Regions from separate parts of the Mus musculus genome. Here all the other regions are linked to region 1. Evidence: chromatin contacts called from public promoter capture Hi-C data. All regions are on one chromosome and are shown on one strand. The core of a region is the stretch at or near the end of the contact, and the rest is flanking DNA. Distances in the headings are between cores, read along the strand shown.

The links. Promoter capture Hi-C pulls out the DNA fragments that hold promoters and counts their contacts. Capture Hi-C pulls out chosen DNA fragments and counts their contacts.
Region 2: a contact with region 1 is called in a promoter capture Hi-C map of pancreatic islet. The contact joins the promoter of Dclk2 here to the promoter of Kirrel in region 1. A contact is called at or near these places in 3 of 484 Hi-C or Micro-C datasets (embryonic fibroblasts and embryonic stem cells) and 2 of 9 other capture datasets (liver and pancreatic islet).
Region 3: a contact with region 1 is called in a promoter capture Hi-C map of hippocampal neurons, with 2.4 times the contacts expected there. The contact joins the promoter of Cd5l here to the promoter of Kirrel in region 1. A contact is called at or near these places in 2 of 39 promoter capture datasets (hippocampal neurons and liver) and 1 of 115 datasets of contacts at active chromatin or transcription factors (embryonic stem cells).

The regions. Positions count from the first base shown.
Region 1 is chr3:87,171,571-87,176,712 of GRCm38.p6, forward strand. Kirrel (kirre like nephrin family adhesion molecule 1) reads right to left here and starts at 2,967. Exons shown (of 16, transcript NM_001170985.2): 1 at 2,826-2,967.
Region 2 is chr3:86,918,690-86,923,831 of GRCm38.p6, forward strand. Dclk2 (doublecortin-like kinase 2) reads right to left here and starts at 2,195. Exons shown (of 16, transcript NM_027539.5): 1 at 1,061-2,195. The coding sequence starts at 1,481.
Region 3 is chr3:87,355,346-87,360,487 of GRCm38.p6, forward strand. Cd5l (CD5 antigen-like) reads left to right here and starts at 2,536. Exons shown (of 6, transcript NM_009690.2): 1 at 2,536-2,684. The coding sequence starts at 2,657.

The DNA.
Region 1 (5,142 bases), core at 1,717-4,216:
TGGCTCCCAGTACTTGCTTCACGGCCCCCTTTGCGTTCCAGTAGAAGGCTGAAGATGGAATCCAATCAAAGTCAAAGGAAGACCTGATAGCTTGGTTTCTGCCCCCTTCCCCTACATCTACCCCAGCTCCATACCCAGCTTTGGGCAGAAGTAGGACATCGGAGTGCGTGGCACGCATATGTGTGCAGAACAGAGCTGTAGAATCAGACTCACAGTTCTCTGCCAGGATATAACTGTGCACAGGGAGCGAAATGCTGGAAACATAGGAGGCCCTTGGGCCTCTTTGTTTTACCCCTTAGTCTCCTTGGAGCAAAGGCAGAACAGACAGGAGGAGCTTGGGGTGAGGGGGTGCCAGAGGACGAGATTTTCCTCCTATAGCCAGAGCCACCAGCCTCAGGAGGCAGCTCCCACGGGGACCATCCTGTCAGCCCACATTGCTCTGATTAACTACAATCCTTCCTTTTCAATTTCTCCTCCCTGAGACTAGGGAGGGAGAAAAATCTCCTAGAAAATGAATAAATATTTCAATTTTCAGCGCAATCAGTCTGGGGAGCTGGGGCGTGATGGACGAGGCAGCGGGGGAGGGGGAAGATAATGGTTTTCATTTAGATAAGATACAGAAAATTATTTAGTAAAAAATGAAGATAGATGAAACCCATCGAAAGTCTTTAGAATACGGCTGTTATTTCTCAGCGAGGCTGAATTTCCCCTTCCCGGCTCTTCTCTGTTCTCAGTTTTGCTGCTCCTCAGACTACCTCTCCTCGTCCTCACTTCCCACTACCATCCCTCCTCCTCCAGCTCACAGCCAACCACCCTGTGTACTCTCCCTGCCTCGTCCTCAGCTTGCCAGTGTCCCCATGTCCCCATTTCTCCCCTAAGGGTCTCCTCCCCAACCCTCCGCCGAGGAGCGAGCGGCTCTCCTGACTCCCCTCTCTCCCTTTGCTTTCCTCCCCAAACACACATCTGCACCCCTCTGCAGTTCTGGCTTTCACCTCTGATAAGAGTCAAGTAGGCTGGGATTCGGTTGCCTTCCCTAGCCACACCCACCCACAATGATGGACAGGTACTCGGCAAGCATTTTTTTCCCTGACCTCCAGTCAGCCGGGATTCAAGCTACATGTCTCTCATGTTTGCTAACTGCAGCTTCTGTTTCTTAAAGCTCGTTCTACTTGGTTGGAATATGAGGGCTGCAAGAGAGGGGCAGAGAGATGCCTGCTTCTGACACCTATCAGAACTGACACAGCTGCCCCTCGACCGGCCATGCTCTTCCCCTCCCCCTCTCCAGCAACCTGGCTTGAACAAAGTCAGAACTTAACTTATCTTCCCAACTTTCTGACAAGTGGCCAACCTGAAACCAGGCCTTCTTTTCTCCCTCCCCCTAACTCGACTCCTGCTCTCACACAGCGGATGTGCGCCTTCTCATGTTCTAAGAGGGTCCTGAGGCTCCAGGGAGGGAAAGGGAATTGAGACCCCTAAGCTAAGCCAAGCTTTGCCTTCCGAGCTGGAGGAGAGAGGGCTAGCAAAGGGGAGGGGGGTCCAGTGGAGCACCCCACCCCCTACACACACACACACACACACACACACACACACACACACCATTCAGGAGAGGAAGAGAGCTGGCCAATGCCTGGGGCTCTTTCCATTCTGCGGCTTCTCTCTTTCCAGATCACTCACCCACCCCAGTGAGAGACCACCTCCTCCATTTTGAAGACTGTAACATCTCTGTAGGCGCCTGCCTATAAGAATGTCTGCCCCAAGTTTCTTTGTTTGCTCCATGGCTGGGGTGTGTGGAAGCAATTCTGTGTGAGTGAGTGCTATGTCCTTTGAATGTAGGAAACATGTATGTACAGTTTAAGTTTGATGCCAGGGTATAACTAGGCAAGTGTGTGTCAGCTTAGAAGAGGAATCTTCCTTCTTCAGAGGTGTCAATCAGTGTCTTTGTGTATGTGTCTGTCTCCATGTGTGTGTGTGTGTGGGTGGTGGGGGGGTCTCCTTAGGTGAGTAGTCTGTCTCCATGTCTCTGTTGGAAGCTATCTGTGTGTCTGATTTCTGTGCTCCAGTTCAGGCGAGGGGCTCGACAGTGTTAAATCTTCCTTGGAGTCAGTCTCAGGAGGCAAAAGCCTTTTCCTGCAGACCCCAGGCCTGGCTGGGGTTTGGACCCTTGGTTCCTTCACGTGCATCCAGCCCAGTGTACCTGAATGCACTCATCTCTCTCCCACTCTTCCTACCAGCTCTGCCCAGCTAGTTCCAAAGGAGCCTCAGAAACCTGCACTTTTCTGACCCGAAGTGAGTGCCTGGCTCAGTCAACTCCCCTTCCCCTGAACCCAGACAACCCTGGTATCTAGACTTCTATCTCCCACCCACAACCTCCAGGGCGGGGGACCGAATATAGCCTTCCTTTGAGGGGCAGCCCCAAGCAGTATGCAGCCGCACATCAGATGAAGGTGACTGTAGGCTGGATTGGGGTAGCAGGATCCCTCAGCCTCATCTTAGGAAGCCTGCGTCTGTGTTTTCCACGCACTCCGCCCCCCAAATCTGAAATCAAATCCCATCTCCTCCCAGCCTTTCTCTTGCCCAGGACCCAGTAGTCCGGCCCTGGGCCCAGGAAGTGGAGGGATGGAGGAAGGACCGCCAGGAACTGGAGGAAAGACTTTGAGCACTCCGATCCCTTTTCTACTCGGATCTCGGCTTTTGCGACCTAAGTTCTCTGTTCTCCCGCGCAGCCAGAGGAAGCAAGTTGGGCCGCTTCACCAAGAACTCCTCGGTGTTCTCCCGGAAACTCCACGCCCGTTCCCTGGACTCCCTAGCCCGCGGCTGGGGCTTACCTTGTGAGAAAGTGTTGTAGAGAGTGAGGATCCAGATGAGGAGGCTCAGCATGCTGTCCGCCCGCCGCTGGGCCCCAGTCGGCGCGAGCGGGGCCGCCGCTGGCTCTCTCTCCTCCCTCCCGCCCTTGCACACAAGGCGCACACTCGCTTGCCTCTCTAGCCGCCGGCTCGCTCCCCTGGCCCCTCCTCTCGTCCCGCGCCCCCTAATAATTTCTGCCCTCCGGCTTTATCTCTCGGGGCCTCTCTCAACCTCCGCGCCGCGCGCTCTCTCTCCCTCTCCCTCTCTTCCCTCCCCGGCTCCCTCCCTCTCTTCCTGACGTCTGCTCTCCCTCCGACGGCGCCTCCCTCCACTGCCCTCCCCTGGTCCCCCAACGCGCGCGCACACACTCGCTCCGCTCGCTGGAACCGAGATGGGAGGAGAGCAAAGAGAAAGGAATTGAGGGCAGAGGCAAGGGGTGGGGAGGGGTGGGGAGAACGAGGCGTCGCAGGCTCTGGAGCAAGGACCGCTGGGTCCTGGCCCACCAGTGCTTGGTGCGAGACCTACTTTTACCCCCAGTGGTGTAACTGAGCCGGGCATGGGGTGGCAGCCAGGACTGAGGACGAACCTTCATCAATTTGGATGACTGTGTTAGGAGGGGTGTGCTTCTTATGCGTCTGGGGGATGGGGGTGTAAAAGCTTTAAGATCTCTTCTTCGTTTTAATCCCAAACCCCAGAATCTAACCCTAGATGCCTAAATTAAGAATTCTCAATTAACTCGAGAGTGTTGGAGAGGGAGAAGCTCTTCTTGCCTACAAATCTCAGGCTGGAGAAATCTTGACTGTCTTTGAGCCCCTTCTGAGGGCTTCAGCCAGCCACATTGAGGCCCGCCTCAGCGCTGGAGTCCGTAGCAGCCATGAAGAGGCGCAGTTAACTCTTCCTTTGTTCACCCCAGACATTTATCTATCCGGAGGGAAAACCAAAGAACTCGGTGGCTTTCTCTTGTGCCTCCCCGAAGGCTTGCTACAGAAGGCAGCCACTGATCGATCTCTAAGCACTCAGGAACTTGAGGTGCACTGGGGTGAAGACATGGAGAATCGAAATAGAAGTGCATTCGGGTGGGTTCTCCAGTCCAGAACCCAGTGTAGTAGCCACCTCCTCTCCCAATCCCTAAATACATCCTTCTGCTCACTGGGCTGCTGAGTGTGGGAGAAATAATAGAAACACAGGAATTGCACAACTTTGCAATTACGCCCATCTGGAGAGGCCTCCACCTCTTCCTTCTCATATTCTAGATCTCCTGAGTCCCTAAAAGCTCCTGGCCAAGATAGCTTTATCTTCAGGCTTGGAACTAAGGCACACAGCTCTAGTGCCCTCTGCTGATATGAGATGGGCACAGTTTCCTCAAAAAATCTTGACAGTTAGATTGAGTGAGTGGTCCAGACGCAATCTGGAACAATTAGAGGGCACAGAAACAAAGTCAAAACTAGCCAGCTAACCAGTCAACCAACCAAACTAACAAACGACCCATAAGTTCATATTCAAAAGCATAATATGACTCAGAGTTCTCTTTATGTTAAAAATATTTGCAAGCATAGACAAAAACCAAAATTTTAAGACAGGGATATCTAATCCAGAGATTAAGAATACCACCCCACACAGAGACAAGCATCCATACAAACACATGCACTCAGACATGTTAGGGTTTTTAGTTTATTCATCAACTGATCATTCAACAGGTATTGCTTTGGTACTTGATATGGTCCAGTCACAAAACCAGTCAGATTATAAATGAATGAATGAATGAATGAATGAATGAATGAATGAATGAATGAATGAATGAATCCGAGTATAGTGGTGCATGTCTGTAACGCTAGCTCAGGAGACAATGGCGGAGAACTGGCTGGGCATCATGATTCACACCTTTAGTCCCAGTACTTGGGAAGGAGGAGGCAGGCTTATCTCTGTGAGTAAAGGCCAACCCGGTCCTTTTAGGAAGATCCAGGACAGCCAGGGCTAAAATGAAAGCCTGTCTTAAAACAACAGCAGCAACAACAAAACACACAAACAACAAAACCAAATGTAATTGTAAGTTCAAGAAAAACCCAGGAACTCAGCCTATATAATAACACCCTGAATACACACAAGTTCCTTCCTTTTAAAGGTTCACTCAAAGAGAGGGGTGGGGAGATTGGTCTGTGGGAAGTATAACGTACTAGATTATGTTTAATGTTACGGGTAACAAAACAAAATACAGGAATAAAGAAGGAAGAAAGGGGCAGCTTTTCCTATAACTGGTCAAGGAAAGCTGTCCTCTTTGACATTGAGTATGAACTTATG
Region 2 (5,142 bases), core at 945-3,444, 250 kb before region 1:
CTACACGGAATGTACTATCTGCATTAAGAACGATGCCTGAGAGCTAATTATATGTAAACACTCCCTCAGTACACACTGAGATATCTGCCTGATCTTTTGGGGTGTTTGGAACTAAAAATTGGGTTCTTTAACTACCAGCCACCCTTTCCTTACTAAAAGCAAAAATGAAAAATACTGCAAGAACTCTAGAATGACCAAACCTATTGGCACGAAGTCCCTCTGATTGATGCATGGTTGGTGTGCCAGGATTCCTAATTTCTAACAGGCCTTTGCTGCTGGGTCCCAAGACCCTACCATTCTTACTGTTACTCTCTTCATGGAGAAGACAGAGAGACTCACCTTGATTCACCTCGTTGCCAACCAAATGTGGAAAATCCTTTAAACAAGGTGGCTTTCCATTTTGGCTACACTGAAATCATCTGAGGAACTTTCAAAACTCTAAACGCCCAAGTCATACCCTAAACCAAGCACATCAGAATATCTAAGGGGTGGGGCCGGGTCCGATATTTTAAAAAGTGCCCAGCACGGTCCAAAGTGAAGACAGGCTGAGTGAGACTTTTTCTGTGCTGGCTTGCCTCTCTTGATCTCCAGTGCCTTGTGCCACACATGAAACCAGAAAAGCCAACCTAGAACGAGTCAGAACGAGCTAGCTGTGCACAGAAGGTACAATGGGATCCCAAACACAGGAACAGCACAGGTACTGCACTGGCCTCTACCAAAGGTTACCCAGCGCCTCACTGGAGAAACACGCTTTCAAACAGTTTGCCCTTCCAGCAAAAATAAGTTGGCTAATTTTACAGCCATCATTGTTTGTATTTGTCTCTGATCATTAGAATTTTCTTCCGTTTTTAGAAGGCCAATCTCTTGGGAAGGAGATAATGGGTGCACCCCAACCCAACACAAACGACCGAGGAGCAGACAGTTCCCGTGGCTGCCTAGAAAGCAAGCGCCCGGCAGGCTGCCCCAGCGCAGGGCGGGGAAGCGCGCTGGCCGCAGCCACTGCACCTGCCGCTGTGCACGGGGCCGCACCTGCCGCGCCGCGCCCGCCCCTCCTATTTACCTTCCAGCAGCTCGTCCAGGCTGGTGACCTTCCGGCTGCCGTCTATGGTGTAGATGGTGCGGACGCCCTGGGGCAGGTTCACATTGTCAGACAGTGAGCGGGTGAGCTCTATGAGGAGCGCATCGAAGGAACGGAAACGGTCGTTGGAGATGGCAAAGACCAGGCCTTTGAAATAGCGGTCCCCATTCCGGTAGAACCGCGCCTTCTTGGCCTTCTTCTCCGAGCTGAGGGCCTGCAAGGTCCGCGTGCGGTAGAAGCTGCAGTGAGCACTGTGCGCCGGGCTGGGGATGAGCCCGTTGCCCTTGGGGCCAGAGATGCTGCTGCCCCCGGAGGAGCTGGGAGCCCCTCTCCGTGACCCTGGCCGCGGCCTTTTGTCCCGTTCTTCAAAATGTTCCAGCTCAATGCTCCTTGTGCTGGCCATCGCGGCTGCTCGGGAGAGCTCTCCACAAATTAATTAATTAATAAAAGGACGTCCCAACCGCCCCGGCCGCAGCGCGCCGCGATCTAGGCGCTCCGTCCCGTCTTAAAGCAGCGGGACACCTGGCGCGGGCATTCGGGCCATGCTCGCAGGTGGAGCCGCTCAGCCAGCTAAAGGCGGCCGCAGCGCGCAGCAGCCCAGCTCATTGTCCCGCGCGCCCTCGGTCGCCGCCGCCAGCTGAGGAGCCCCACGCCCCCCAAGCGCCTCCTTCGCCGGGCCACGCCTCACAAGTAGCGCGCGGGCAGCAGGCCGGGAGCCGCCAAGTTGAACGACCCTAGGCTGGCCCGGGTTCGCATCCGGCCTGCGCTCTCGGGCGCGCTGAGTGGAGGAAGGAAGCGGAGGGGGGAGGGGCGCGAGCGTGGGCGAGGCGCCTCGGGGCTGCCCGGCGCGGCCTGGGGTCCCGGGTTCCCGCCGCCGCGTCGCGCGCGCCCAGGCCCAGTCCACGGCCGGTGCGCGTCCCTGGCCGGGGATCCTCTAGAGGCGCTGGGCCCCTGCGGGAAGAGTGCAGCCGCCTCCCACGCACGCACGCCCACGGGCATCCGCGCTCTCGGCCGCCTGTCAGGGCCTGGACCCCGGAGGACACCCTCTGTCCCTTCAGGGACACCACAAACCACACCGAGAGGGAGATGGTGAGGAAGAGGGCGGCGCCGCGCGAGGAGCGGCTCTACGGTCCAAGGAGGCCCCGCCCGCCCGCCGGGCTACCGGAGCTGCGCGCTCCCGGGCGTGACCGCGCTGCGCGCTCCACAAGCGCGGGGGCTAGCGCAACCGCGCTAGGCAAAAGAAAAAAAAAAAAAGCCTACAAAGGAAGGAGACTCAAGGGCAGCAAGCACATCCTTATCCTGCCTCCTGGGGAAAAACCGAGGCCAACCTAGAGCAGAAATACAAAACATAGCACTAGGTTTGGATGCAATATTAGTTTTTTATAAACGTCTGATTTATTGTTTAAATAAAAAATCCTTTAGGCAGAAAAAAAAAATCCTTCACACTTTCTACTGCAGATTCGATAACACAGTAGTTCCAGTAACTTTGAATGAATACATGACTACAAGTTATTGGTTTCATTGAATCAAGTATTTGTGGAGAGCTTGCCATTTGCCGGGCATTAATCCCATCACTGGGGATGCGCGAGCAGAGAACAGAACCTCTGTGAATTTACCCGCGCTCACGTGTTCATTCTGAGCTGCTCACAGAAGTGGACTGACAAACACCCATCATGCAAGAAAACCTCTTCTTAAGTGGATATCTGGCCCACAATAGACATGTTTCAAGAAATTTTTGAAACGTCCGTTATTTCACTTTGGTGATGAAGCTCAAAGGCATTTGGCCCCAACCTGACACATGAAATTAATGATTCGGCACCCGGTTCTTCAGCAGCCCTAAACAGCTCCAAACTGTCCTTGAAGGTAGGGCGACAAAAAACGCTTTGCTTGTGATCGACTGGAACAGCATAAAATAGGAGTGGGTAGAAACACAACCATGAGCACCGTGAAGCAAATCCTTCCTCATAGACCTAGTTGGCCAAAACATGAGAACGGATGGAGATAGAGGGGCAAAAAAAAAAAAAGTTCCATGGGCATCCAAGATGACTCAGTAGGTCAGGTGACTCATAGAACTGCCAATCATCGCCAGATCCCACGTGGTGGAAGGGAAGCATAGACTCCTGTAGTTTATCCTCTGACCCCTGCATGCATGCCATGCCAAGACAACACAGTAAATAAATCTAAAAACTTTTGTGAGGAAAAAAATTGTTCCTGAATTCTATTTCTAATGCAAATGAACTGGGAGAAGGCAGGCTTCAAGGAGGCAACTACTAATTAATCTGGGTTGCTTTATGGTTTAAAGTTTATAGAACCGTAACACGTTTTCCTCTTTCGTGCAAGTGCAGAATGTCTACAGTGAGATGTTTAGAACTGGCATGTATTTCCCTCGCTGGGATATTCCCTGCATCTCAGAAACCCTGTCTGACCTGCTAGCTGTTCACCTGTCTGGAGACTGTTTGGGTCTCTCCTGGACTGAGATCTAGTTTAAGGTGGCTTTATGAAGACAGGATGGCCACAGGCAAATAAGTCACCTTCTGGAAGCCAACCTTGACCTCTCTCTCTCTCGGCTGTGAATTACCGTTCTATAACTCCCCTTAACCCTAACATTTACTTGAATAAAAAATCGGGGGAAAATACTTCATTTCTCATCTATTGGCAATTCAAGAAGGAATTAAATCTCAAAACATTCCCTCGTTCACACATTAAAATAACCCCTTTCAGCCGGGCGTGGTGGCACACGCCTTTAATCCCAGCACTCGGGAGGCAGAGGCAGGCGGATTTCTGAGTTCGAGGCCAGCCTGGTCTACAAAGTGAGCTCCAGGACAGCCAGGGCTATACAGAGAAACCCTGTCTCGAAAAAACAAAACAAAAACAAAACAAAAATAACCCCTTTCTGCTCTGATTACACATTTTTTTAAATAGTCGTAGACTATCCAGTAAGTATAAAAACTTCACTGGCAATCTGCAGCAAGGATCTGGTAAACGCTTCTTGTAGAAAGCTCAACATGACAGAGAAATAAAGGGCTGGTGTTTGCATCCCACACTCTTCCCTCAGGCCACCCAGGCTGGCAATGCTTTTGAGACCAGACTTCGGCACTCTGCTTAGTACCTCTCCCCAGTCTACACTGCCCAGGGAAGAGAATGCAAACCTTCAAGTGGTATAATCTGTTTAAATAAAACTTCATTAAATTCTCCACTAAGTGGTTTTATATTTAAAAACAAACAAACAAAAAACTTGTCTTGACTATTTCCCGGTTTTACTTTGTTACTCTTTTTCTCAAAGGCCTTGACATGTCTTCAATTTTTTGGCCCTGAGCTTCGATCTTCAAGGCAGTTTTCCAGCCATTCCATTACTTATTACATAAAAGATGCCTACGGACCTTTTAGGCTGCAAGCACTTTGGCAATCTGCTGTCTCATGTCTTCGTTTCTGTTCACTGTGCACCAAGTGCTTCTTCTCCCAGAAGTTAGAACAATGAGGTAACAGTTTCTAGTGGGGGGCCCTGAGAACTGTAGACTTGAGCTTTTTGAAACGAAGCACATTTTTTTTATTTCATAAGCTTTAATGATTATAAATCCCAGTGTTCCCCATTAAATTTTAATAGGAAAGGACATAGAGTTCAAAAAGAGACTCTCAGTGCTACCATGTAGCCAGCATCCCGATTGGAACAGAGCTAGGAGAGGTGTTTTTCTAATTTGTTGCTTCCTCAAGGAGAACTTGCTGTCCTTTTCATACCCGATGCTTGCAGCATGTAACATATACATTTATATAAATATAGCTGTGCTTTTTCCGCAATTGTTAGTAATATCAAACGTGAAAGTCCGTGGAAAAGTACTACAGTATTCAGGGATTTTTCTGTAGACTCAACATTTTCCAAAGGCAATGTGCAGTTTGCTCTTTGTGATGAGATAGGAGGTGGAGACTGGCTAGTTAGTGTAGGGGCAGGAACTCGAAAAGCGGCACGCCCAAGAGCATTGCGCTACTCTGGCAAGCAGAACCACAGAACCAGAGGGGAGCACCCGGCCTTGGCTGCCCTTGAAGTTACCCTTTCCTATAGGCCATAG
Region 3 (5,142 bases), core at 1,286-3,785, 180 kb after region 1:
TAGTAACAGGTCTCCAAGACCCAGGAGTGGTCTTCTTCCCTTCTGATTCTTCCTGGCTGAAACCAGAACACAAACTCTGAAATGCCATTGTGGGAATTTTTCCTGGAGTGACAAGAACTAATGTCTATTCACCCCAGTTAGGGCACTAGCCCACAGATCGAAGTAACATCCAATCCAGCCCACTGAAGCAATGAGCTTACTTGGCTTGCCCACAGGAGCATGGGTGACCCCCAAATAGCTCTGTCACTGCAAAGTCGTACTCCAGCATGATGTCCACATCTCGGCAGCTCTGTGGATGGAGTCTCTCCTCCTTTCAGTGAATGTTTCACCTCCTATAAAAACTACAACCTGCTGAGACCATTTCCAGTTGTGGGGTGTCCCCACTGGGGTGGGAACACAGGAGGAAGTCCTAGCTGTCATCTCAGGTGAGGCTCTAAGGACCTGCCCACTCTCACCTCCTCTCAGGGAATGTACACAGGCAGAGCTTGTCCAGGGCCTTTCGGGTAATTCTGGCTACACTCATTAGGAGTCTTTCTGCTTGAGGACAATCCACAACAGATACACCATACCATTAGTAGCTGCTTCTGTCCTGTGAAATAATGTCCCTGCTGACTGACGAGCTTGATTTCCTTTCTTTATCTTCTTGATCGAGCTAATAAAATATTTTATTGGGAAAATATTTTGTCTTCCCCCCCCTCAATTTCTTATGTGAAATATATTCCTGAATCACAAGTCTGTGTTCTCCAGGATGCTTTTTGCCCACAGGCTGAGATTAAGACTTTTATTTTTCAAGGATAAATTCTGTTGTTTGTGTCAGGGTCTGGAAGGATTGAGGAGAACACAGAGCATTTTAGTTACAATGTATCCCATGGCCCTAGCACACCAACTCCTGCCTTTTTGCCCTCCCAGGCACCCATCTGCTGTTGATAAATGGACAATTGTGCTTTTGTTGGCTTGTGCCCTACCAAGCTCTGCTACTCTCAGTTCTTAGCCCCTGGTCACCACCTCAGGCAGACGTAGTCACTTCCTACATTGTGTCCTCAAAATTCTTCCATTCCCCTGTCTTACAGCAGATTTTATGACTTATTCTTTTGGGGTTCCAAGCCAGCCCTGGTCACTCTCTTCCTTCAACACATCCTCTGGAGATTCAAGGCTGCTGAAAACTGTTTTTGGAGAAAACGATTGTTAGAACATGGGCCTGCACCTTTAGACCAGACCCCAAAGCCTGTATCATGTAACGCCATGCAGCTTTCTCTGGGACAGGGTTAAGAAACAGTGTGTTCTGTGACTTGACAGCTTTCCATGCCCTTTGTCACCTCTGCTGTGATGAACTAACTCATGTGATGTAGGACTTCCTGCTACTCCTCAGAGGCTATAGAATGATAGACCTTTCCTTTGTTCTTGGGGTGGGCCTGAGCCTCCTCACAAGGAGTTTCTCATAGAGGTATTGTGCAGGCTCCTTTTGCCTCCTCCCACCATGCCCTGTCAGTGTCTCAACCCCGCCCCGCTCCCCCACCCCCAATCTCACTCATAATGGAACTTCTCCAAGTTTTAAAGGGAAACCTCTCCTTCACTGTAAGGTTCCATCAAGTTTAGATCCTCATATGATTGTTTCGAATGTTCTCCCTTCCACCTCAAGGCCCCTTCGTGGTCTTAGCATCTTCTCTTTTTAATAAACTTTCCATCCAAAGGAAACCCTGAATTATGTGTCGGCTTCCCATTCTGAACTGACTGACACTATTATCTTCTTTTACTATTTTTTTAAATAAGTAAACAAAGAGATAAAGGACTAAAACTAAACCCCATGGTAAACCAAGTTTCACGCTAAGTAATCTAAGCTATGCCACCATCGGGGAAAGCTTACTTTGCTAGAAAGAGCCAAGGTTATATCCATGCTTGAAGCTTTATGTGCCACTAAATTAGCTCTTGAAGGGCAGGTGTGCTTAATAATGGAGGACTTGAGAGGGCTGAGCATCCTGATGGATATGCGGCTCAATTTGTTTTTTAACATAATTTAGACTGGAAGAACACCTGAGTTTAGTGAAGGATGTCTGTCCCTCACCACAGGGATTTGTGGCCATCCAAGTTGCAAAGATGGGTACAACTAGCAAACCCTAGGAGAGCAAGCAGACTATGTGTTAGGCTTCTGACCAGCACTCGGGAAGCTGGTTGAAGGTAGGAAAGCCATCCCTAAAAACAGAGATAGATGCCACAATCGTGACTTACATTTGGAAGTCAAGTCATTGCCCCACAGACCCTCAATGGAGGCTAAATATGGTCTAGGCTTCTAATGAAAGAGGACTGTACTGGGGTATCTACCTTCCCTTAGGAAGACTGTTTCTTCATTAACATAGAGCAGAAACTAAAGCAGAGACAGGTTGAGTTAGGCTTTCAGTATGATGAAATCATGATAAGAAAGCCTCCCTCCACCCACATTTTTTCAGGATCTTGGCCACTCAGTCACCTCCCTTCCTCTGGCCATGCTGAACTCAGCACATCTGGCTCTATCAGTCCCACCCCCTGGGCCTTTGGTCATTTGATAAAGCTCCTACTGCACACAGGACCTGCCTCTCTTCCTTATTCTAGTGTTCAAACCAAATACCACTGCCTGAGGCCTACAGCCTGTCTCACCACTCCATCGTCAGCTGCCTGGGCCATGGCTCCATTGTTCAACTTGATGCTGGGTGAGTGTCCCTGCTTCTGTGGCTAATCTTGTCACAGAGGAGGCAAGTGTCTGGGGCTTTCTGGAGATGTTACTAGGAGGATATTCTCCAATCCTGATTCAGGCATCTTTCAAAAGCAGTTTTCTATATATGGTAACTTATTCTAAACCTTAGAAAGCCCCCTAAAGCCATATTTGGAGTTTGCCTTGATTGTCAGATTTCTGTCTATTTCCTTATATCTACACAAATTTTCCTTTGACACACATGTACAATTAAAAAAATGACTGGATGTTGGGTAGAAGTGAGGTAGAGCAAGGAGAGAAAGGACATCTCTCAGGGGATCTGCTTGGCTAGCTCACAGTTACCCCTTGAGAGTATTTTGTTTCTTGTAATAAGACTTTGACAACATCCTTTCCCTATCTTTTTAAAAGTCTTTATTGAAAGAAAGAAAGTAGAGTTGCAAAATAACCATCTCTCATTAGTCTATTAATCTAGCATCCTCTGGAAATGATTCACAGGGTTCTCTAATTTTCCCAAGGTCAGTCTAGATACTGGATAATCTAGAGTTTTGAATTGCAAAGAAACATGTATTTTTAGTCATGGCTCTTAACTGAATTTCTAGGTTACCATACTTCACTGAAGTTTTGCTCTCTAAAGTAAAGATGAAGTTAAAATCCTAAAAAGTTTTAAAAAGGATTTTGTATGTTGTCTGTGTGTTTGTGTGTATAACAGAGGGAAAACTTGGGTTGCTGGTTAACCTTATTTTGAGACCATTCCATTGGCCCGAGTTGGCCAATCAGTCTAGGTTGGTTGGCCGATGAGCACTGGGGAGTCTCCCTCCTCTGTCTATCCAGTACTAGGACTACAAGTTCATGCCCTTCTAGAAGCCTTTTAATAATGTGATTAATATGTGATAGCCAGTGATGTCTGCTGATCTGCTACCCTATAAGTGTCATCCATTTTTAGTATCTTGATTACTGAAAGCATCACTAAAGCCTACACTGTTCTTTCCGCTTCAGACATATATGTCTGATGAAGGGTCTTTACCACATCTTAAACATCTCTACAACCATGCAGAAACCAACACTAGCCTTGCCTCTTGTGGATTACTGTTGAGCCTTCAAGGTCTCACCTGAAGTCTCATTTCCTTCAGAAAGTCCTCAGATCTGTGACAACTGCCCTCATCCCTCCAGTCAACATCAGAAGGCTCCAAGTCATTTACTCACTGTGTCATTTCTGCTCCTGTGTGTCAGCTTGTTACACTCCCTTTCCTTTTAATGTTTCCCTGTCCTGTGTGGGAAGTTACACCATGCATATACATAGTGTAAGTGAGTTTTAGAAAGTTGTAATATACAAAGCCTCAGACTGAGAGTGGCTTCACCATGAAGATTAAGAATTAGAAGGTCCTGAAAACTATTTATAGAAAGAAGTATTTCAGAATTAGTCACTGAGCTATTTGGAGCTATTTGAAAAACTCTAGACTGTTCCACCTATAGGGTTGCAGACCCCTTCAGCTCCTTGGGTGCTTTCTCTAGCTTCTCCATTGGGGGCCCTGTGTATATCCATCCTATAGATGACTGTGAGCATCCACCAGTACAGGGGAATGCCAGGGCCAAGAAGTGGGAGTGGGTGGGTAGGGGAGCAGGGCAGGGGGAGGGTATAGGGAACATTCAGGATAGCATTTGAACAGTACCCCCTGAGCTTGTGTCTCTAGCTGCATATGTATCAGAAGTTGGCCTAGTCGGCCATCATTGGGAAGAGAGGCCCCTTGGTCTAGCAAACTTTATATGTCTCAGTATGGGGGAACACAGGGGCCAAGAAGTGGGAGTGGATGGGTAGGGGAGTGGGGGGTGGTCGGGGGACTTTTGGAATAGCATTTGAAATGTAAATGAAGAAAATACCTAATTAAAAAAAATAAATAAATAAAAGAAAAAAGAAAACCTCTAGACTGGTCCAAAGATATTTGCTCTATTGGGAAAATCCTATAGCATATATGGTGGACAAATTACACAATTAAAAATCCTTGGCTTCTTGGACAACTTAGGGCTACCAGGCTTCACAGTGTGAAGGTGACAGAGAGTATGACTATACACAGATTGTGTAGAAGGAAAAAAAAGTCTCATGTTCCAATATGCCAGATTGGATTACACTAGAATTTTGAACTAAATAAATTGTTGCTCGTGGCCTGTTGATCTGAAGTAAGTGTCAATGAACCACAGTGGACAAGCTGTGAATGACATTTATACTATTAAATGGTGGAGGAAAATCAAAACAAAAAAAAATGCCTGAAATTTAAAATGATGTAGATAAAGAAAGATTTTTGGGAATCTGGCAACGCTCATTTGTCCACGTACACTTGGCTCCTCTCATATCTCAGGGGCAGGGCTGAGCAGTTGTAACTGAGCATGCTGCCTACAACATCAACAATCTGTACTATTGGCTCTGTACAACAGGATTTGCCTACTCCCATCTAAATGCA